Regions from separate parts of the Gasterosteus aculeatus genome. Here region 1 is linked to region 2. A link is a contact called in public Hi-C data. All regions are on one chromosome and are shown on one strand. Each heading gives the region's core, a stretch centred on a gene start, on an enhancer-like site or on the middle of the called end of the contact. The rest is flanking DNA. Distances are from core to core; before and after follow the strand shown. Region 1 overlaps LOC120810952 (forkhead box protein O6-like). Region 2 has its middle 12 kb from the start of LOC120810387.

Region 1 (2,700 bases), core at 189-2,688, 50 kb before region 2:
TGCGTGTGTGTGTGTGTGTGTGCGTGTGTGTGTGTGTGCATGTGTGTGTGTGTGTGTGTGTGGGTCTGTGTGGGGGGGGGTTGATGGGCTCAGTGGGACTCCGGGTCTCAGGGGAACGGCGCTCGTTAATAATTCAGACGAGGCTCATTATCGAGGCAGCGCAGATTTCTCCCTGATTCCACCTTAATTGCAGGCAGGCTGCTCCACTCAGGCGGGCCGTAGTCACGCTGGGCCGACTCGCTCCGTCTTTTCCTCCACGGCGACAGGCCCTGCTCCACCCTGTTCTGCTCCGTCGCCAATACTCGGCCCTGTGGCGGCGGAGGCGGCCTACTCCACGCCGAGCGCCCGCGTTAACAGCGGCGATGCACGACAGACGGACGGGTGCCTCGCCTCTTCCTGATGAGACGTTTGAGCAGCCACGTGGAATGTTCGCTTTGGTTTCGCCCGAAACATCACGACGATGTCATTCCAACAGCTGATCAGCGAACCGGGATCTAGTTTGCGTGTCGTCACACAACGTGTGAACTTCTGATATCGGCATTAGTTGAATGCTGCTCCTTCAGTTTGCTGACAATTTAAACAGAGGAACCTTTTATTGATAAAACGTCCATTATTTGCAGCCCTTGTAGGTTAGATGATTTATGTTTCATTATGACTGAAGAACCAGTTTTATATTTGTAAATCAATCAGACATAATGTCGTACTATGCTGCACACTACACAAAGCCTGATGTGTTTCGCCGTGTTTATATGCTTTGTGATGTATTATAATGGCGAGTTTATCCTTGAAATAGCCTGTAGCGTATTATCATACTGATGACACCATAGAACGCGTGTTGCCGTGATTGATATCCGGCTTCAACAACACTCCTCTTCATGACCATTTGTCGGCTTATGTAATGCATCTTGTCTTCATAATTTACGCCGGCTGGCGGCTTCCCGTTCGCCCCCCCGTTCGCTGGAGCCCCGCCGACGGGGAGCATACGTAATGGGCCTGATCACGTCATACATGTATGTGAATATTTCAAATCAAGCCATCGCAGCTCGACGGCGCCTTCGGCAAACACCGCGGACGCCTCTTCCTCTTTGCTCTCGCCAGAAGATGGAGCGCGCCGCGAGCAGCGTTTTCTCTGCCGGGCCTCAAAAACTCACAAATCACGGTGCCCGTATTTCCTAATTCAATTTTTTCCCTCCGTCCGATCTCGCTTCCTGCATGCGGAGGGACTGATGGCCGCGTGCACGTGTGTAAATGTGTGTGTGTGTGTGTGTGTGTTTTCGTGTCGTCTGTCCCCGAGAAAGAGATGATTTACGGCGAGCTAAACGGTGTCTTTCGCGGCGCTCCATCTCCGGACGCTTCCCGGCAGCCGCGTGGCCCGGCGCCTCCCTCCTCTCTGCCTGTCCGTCAAGCCCCTGTCAGGACTCAAAGGATTGTGGGAAGGGGAAAGGGGAGCGTCTGAGGACCGTCCATCAGTTTACACTGGGTGATGGAGGGAGCCGGCTCACCAGGGGAAATGTAGTTAACGTTGACTGATGGCGGCGGGTGGATGGAACAAAAGGGAGGGCAGCGTGGAGGAGGCGGAGTTATGTGGATGCTTGTTATTCTAATGCCTAAGAGAGGAGGACGGGGGAGGGGGGGGGGGGGGGGGGGATGCTGCGGCGGGCGGATGGAGGTCCGTACAGGTCACCTGTACGCCCCCCCCCCACCCCCCCCCCCCACCCTGAGCAGTTCCGTTCTGAGAAGAGGAAACCAACTCAAAATGTTTTAAAAAGGGGAGCGATCCCTCGTGTGGTTCCGCGTGTGCGTTTGTCCGTGTAAAGCAACACATGTGTGAGCAAATCTGCGTGGGAGCCGGCATATGTGTGGGGAGCCTACAGGTTGGTGGGTTGTGAGGTGACTGTGAGACCAGATGGAGTTGTGGGGGAGGAGTGTTTTGTGTTTTTGAGGGGGGGGGATCGCCGGGGGGGGGATCCTGTCCTCCTGCACCCCGTCCTCCCGGACCCCGTCACCCTGGACCCCGTCCTCCTGCATCCTGTCCTCCTGCACCCCGTACTTCTGCACCCCGTCACCCCGTCCTCCTGCACCCCGTCCTCCTGCACCCCGTCCTCCTGCACCCCGTCCTCCCGCACCCCGTCACCCCGGCACCCCGTCCTCCTGCACCCTGTCCTCCCGGACCCCGTCCTCCTGCACCCTGTCCTCCTGCACCCCGTCCTCCTGCACCCCGTCCTCCTGCACCCCGTCCTCCCGGACCCCGTCACCCCGGACCCCGTCCTCCTGCATCCTGTCCTCCTGCACCCCGTACTTCTGCACCCCGTCACCCCGTCCTCCTGCACCCCGTCCTCCCGGACCCCGTCACCCCGTCCTCCTGCACCCTGTCCTCCTGCACCCTGTCCTCCCGGACCTCGTCCTCCTGCACCCTGTCCTCCTGCACCCCGTCCTCCTGCACCCCGTCCTCCTGCACCCCGTCACCCCGTCCTCCTGCACCCTGTCCTCCTGCACCCCGTCCTCCTGCACCCCGTCCTCCTGGACCCCGTCACCCCGTCCTCCTGCACCCTGTCCTCCTGCACCCCGTTTCTCCTGAGATTCGTCTCTCTGCGCCGAGAACCTTTTTCTGTCTCCTCTGTCTCGCTGCCTCTTTTCTTCCCGCAGCCTTCTCTTCTTCTCTTCTTCTCTTCTTCCCGTCAGTCACTCACGGCTTCACTT
Region 2 (2,700 bases), core at 185-2,684:
GTCCTTTAGCGGAGGGTCACGCCATGCGACAGCGTGGCCTCTCCCCGTCTACTCAGCGCGAGTGCGCCGGTCCGATCCACTCCAGTCACTGCCCGTGAGCTGCGCAGCACGTCATCTGATGCCTGCCGTTGCTGCGGATGCCGAGGCGTCTTCTTGCAGGATAAGGCACAGCCCCTCCTCCCCCCTCTCTCCCCCGTCTCCCCCTCTGCATCCCCCTCAGCCTCTTCTCTTTTCATCTCCTTCTCCTTCTGTCTCCCCCTATCCTCTCGTCTGCCTCTCCCCCCTCCCCTCGTTTTCACTCTTCTGCACTGACACGTTAGTCAAATCTGCCCATTATGCGCTTCGTTGGCCATGCATTGCTTTTTATATCGGGCATAAAGCAGTCAATGACACTGAAAAGAGAGAGCGCGGGGAAAGGACTCTCCGGGTTCTATTGAAAGTGAGCTTCTGAGAGTACGTGTCCTTCATCGGTGTCCCCGCGTGTCTTTCCGGTGCAGATGCAAGAGACAGAAGGCTTGTTGCGACGATGACACGAAGGAGAAGAGCTGTTGAGATCAACTGTAACTATGCATTTATTTTAGGTTTAGGGTTCAGATTCATATCTCACTTTCAGAAATACAAAAGCATTCTTTTTATTCAGTAAACAAGGCAACAGATGTGACAGACACCCTTCTGTCACACTGTCGCATTAGGTCTGAATACTCCACTTTAACGGCGAGCAGTTGGGCGCTACGGCTTTTAAATTCCATTCCAGGACGACAGCGGCCGAACTGCTGGAGCCGTGAAAGCAATTCTGGATCCTACAGTGTGCTGCAACTTTTAGAAAATAGAGGGCTATAGTTGCCTGTGATGGGAGTGAGCTGTGAAGACTATAATCAGTGTCAGCTCCCACAGCCGGACCTGACACCGCACACCGGGACGCAATATCTCTGCCTCTCCGCCTGCCCTCCTGCTCAATCTGTCTGTCGCTCTCCCGTCTCTCTGTCTCACACCCGGGAGACTGTCACTGGTGTTGAGTGTGTATCGCTCTCGCCAACGCGTGGATGGCAGCAGAGCTTGTGTCTGTCCATGTGACGGTGGATGTGATTCCCAGTGAAGTGTGTGTGTGTGTGTGTGTGTGTGTGTTTGTGTGTGCTTATGTGCATTCCTTGCCTTTTATCCGGGTGTAGCCTGGGAGCAATTCACGGCCTGTCAATCACTCTCTCGGACTGGCAGCGCGAGCGAGGAGGAGAGGAGGAGACGAGGAGACAAGGAGAGGAGGAGAGGAGGACGGGCCGGACAAAAGAAAGTGGACGGGAGACCGAGCAGCATGGAGAGGGATTATACCGACAATGGTGTGACGGAGAAGGAGCGTGAGAGGCTGAGGGCGAGCGCGAGCAAAGCCAAAGGGAGGCGTGGCCAATGCACGGAGGGGCACGGAGGCCGCGTGCTCCCCGGGGGTCAGGGGGGGGGGCAGCCCGCCGGGCGCAGTTGGCGTGCAGCTGGGCGCTCAGTCCCTCCCGGCGGGCTTGTGCGCTCGCGCTTTGCCTTCCCTCGGAGAGCAGAGGTCGAAGGGAAAGAGGCGTGCGTGCGTGCGTGTGCGTGTGTGCGGCTGCCGCCTCATCAAAAATGCCAAAGCTGCGGCGCCACATCCCGTATCTGTTTATGGACTCACTGGTCGGGCCGGCTGCTGCTGAAGGGGACCATTTGCAGTCACACTTGCATAATGATAATAATAGGGTGACTTGGAGTGGTTGTGTGGTTGTGTGTGTGTGTGTGTGTGTGTGTGTGTGTTGACCAATGTGTTTATGTGCATGGCTCCTCCCGTCTCCTCCTTGACTCATTCGTCCGTCCTCGTCCTCGCACACAATCAACCCCCCCCCCCCCTCACCCGCACACAGGCATGACCCCGTGTGCCCGCCACAAAGTGACGGCCGCGGCCATCTTTAACCACGCGCTGGACAAAAGGTGATGATTGCATCACACGCATCGTCGGTCTCCACCAAAACCAGCGCCCCGCCAGAACCCCTCATTAGTGCACATGCCACTTTGGGCGCGCTCGTTTTTTCTTCCTCCCCCTTTTTCTAATTTTACAGGGCTGGGATCATTTTACACCCAGCGTGTTTCTTTTCTGTGACCGCGGGGGGCGGTTTGGGCCCCGCAAAGTATTTTACAGCAGGGAGAAAAGGCGAGGCGGCGCGAGGCGGCGCGAGGCGGCGCGAGGCGGCGCGAGGCGGCGCGAGGCGGCGCGAGGCGGCGCGAGCCGGGCGGAGCCTCGGGTGTGCTCGGACGTCATATTACTGCTCCGCGGGAAGGAAAAGGTAATAGGAGAAAATGGAACAACACATGAGATGAAACACTGAAATGCGAGGAAATACAAAACCCGAAAATCAGAAATAAGTGAAAGAGAAAGGAAACAAAAGAGGTAAACTGAGGGGGGGGGGGGGGGTAGAAAGGGCCACATTCACAAAAGTGGATTTTCTCTGCCTTCCTTTGACGGGTTTTGAACCGGCAGCCTCGCAAAGATAGAAATGACTGATATCATCACGCTGTGGAAGGCGGTTCGTGCTACTGGTTTATTCATTATTACGCGTTATTATAACAGAGACATAGAGACAATCAAGTCGTGCAGGAGTTCATGGTTAAAATAAAGGATGAATCAGGGTTTTTTTCCCGGCCGTTGAGCGCAGGTTACTTGGCCCTCTTGGACCACCAGACTGT

What was found. A called contact is a pair of places that touch in the nucleus more often than the background predicts.
Region 1: a contact with region 2 is called in a Hi-C map of blood and trunk muscle, with 2.3 times the contacts expected there. The contact joins two enhancer-like sites. A contact is called at or near these places in 6 of 6 Hi-C or Micro-C datasets (blood and trunk muscle, liver, skeletal muscle and 2 more).

What each region holds. Positions count from the first base shown.
Region 1 is chr20:2,212,024-2,214,723 of fGasAcu3.hap1.1, reverse strand. All of the region lies in intron 1 of LOC120810952 (forkhead box protein O6-like), which reads left to right. Among protein-coding and RNA genes, the nearest start is that of LOC120810952, 8.9 kb to the left of the region's middle. Within about 2 kb of position 1,438, at least 1 of the 9 cell types and tissues checked has open chromatin away from gene starts, as enhancers often do.
Region 2 is chr20:2,162,040-2,164,739 of fGasAcu3.hap1.1, reverse strand. No RefSeq gene overlaps it. Among protein-coding and RNA genes, the nearest start is that of LOC120810387, 12 kb to the right of the region's middle. Within about 2 kb of position 1,434, at least 1 of the 9 cell types and tissues checked has open chromatin away from gene starts, as enhancers often do.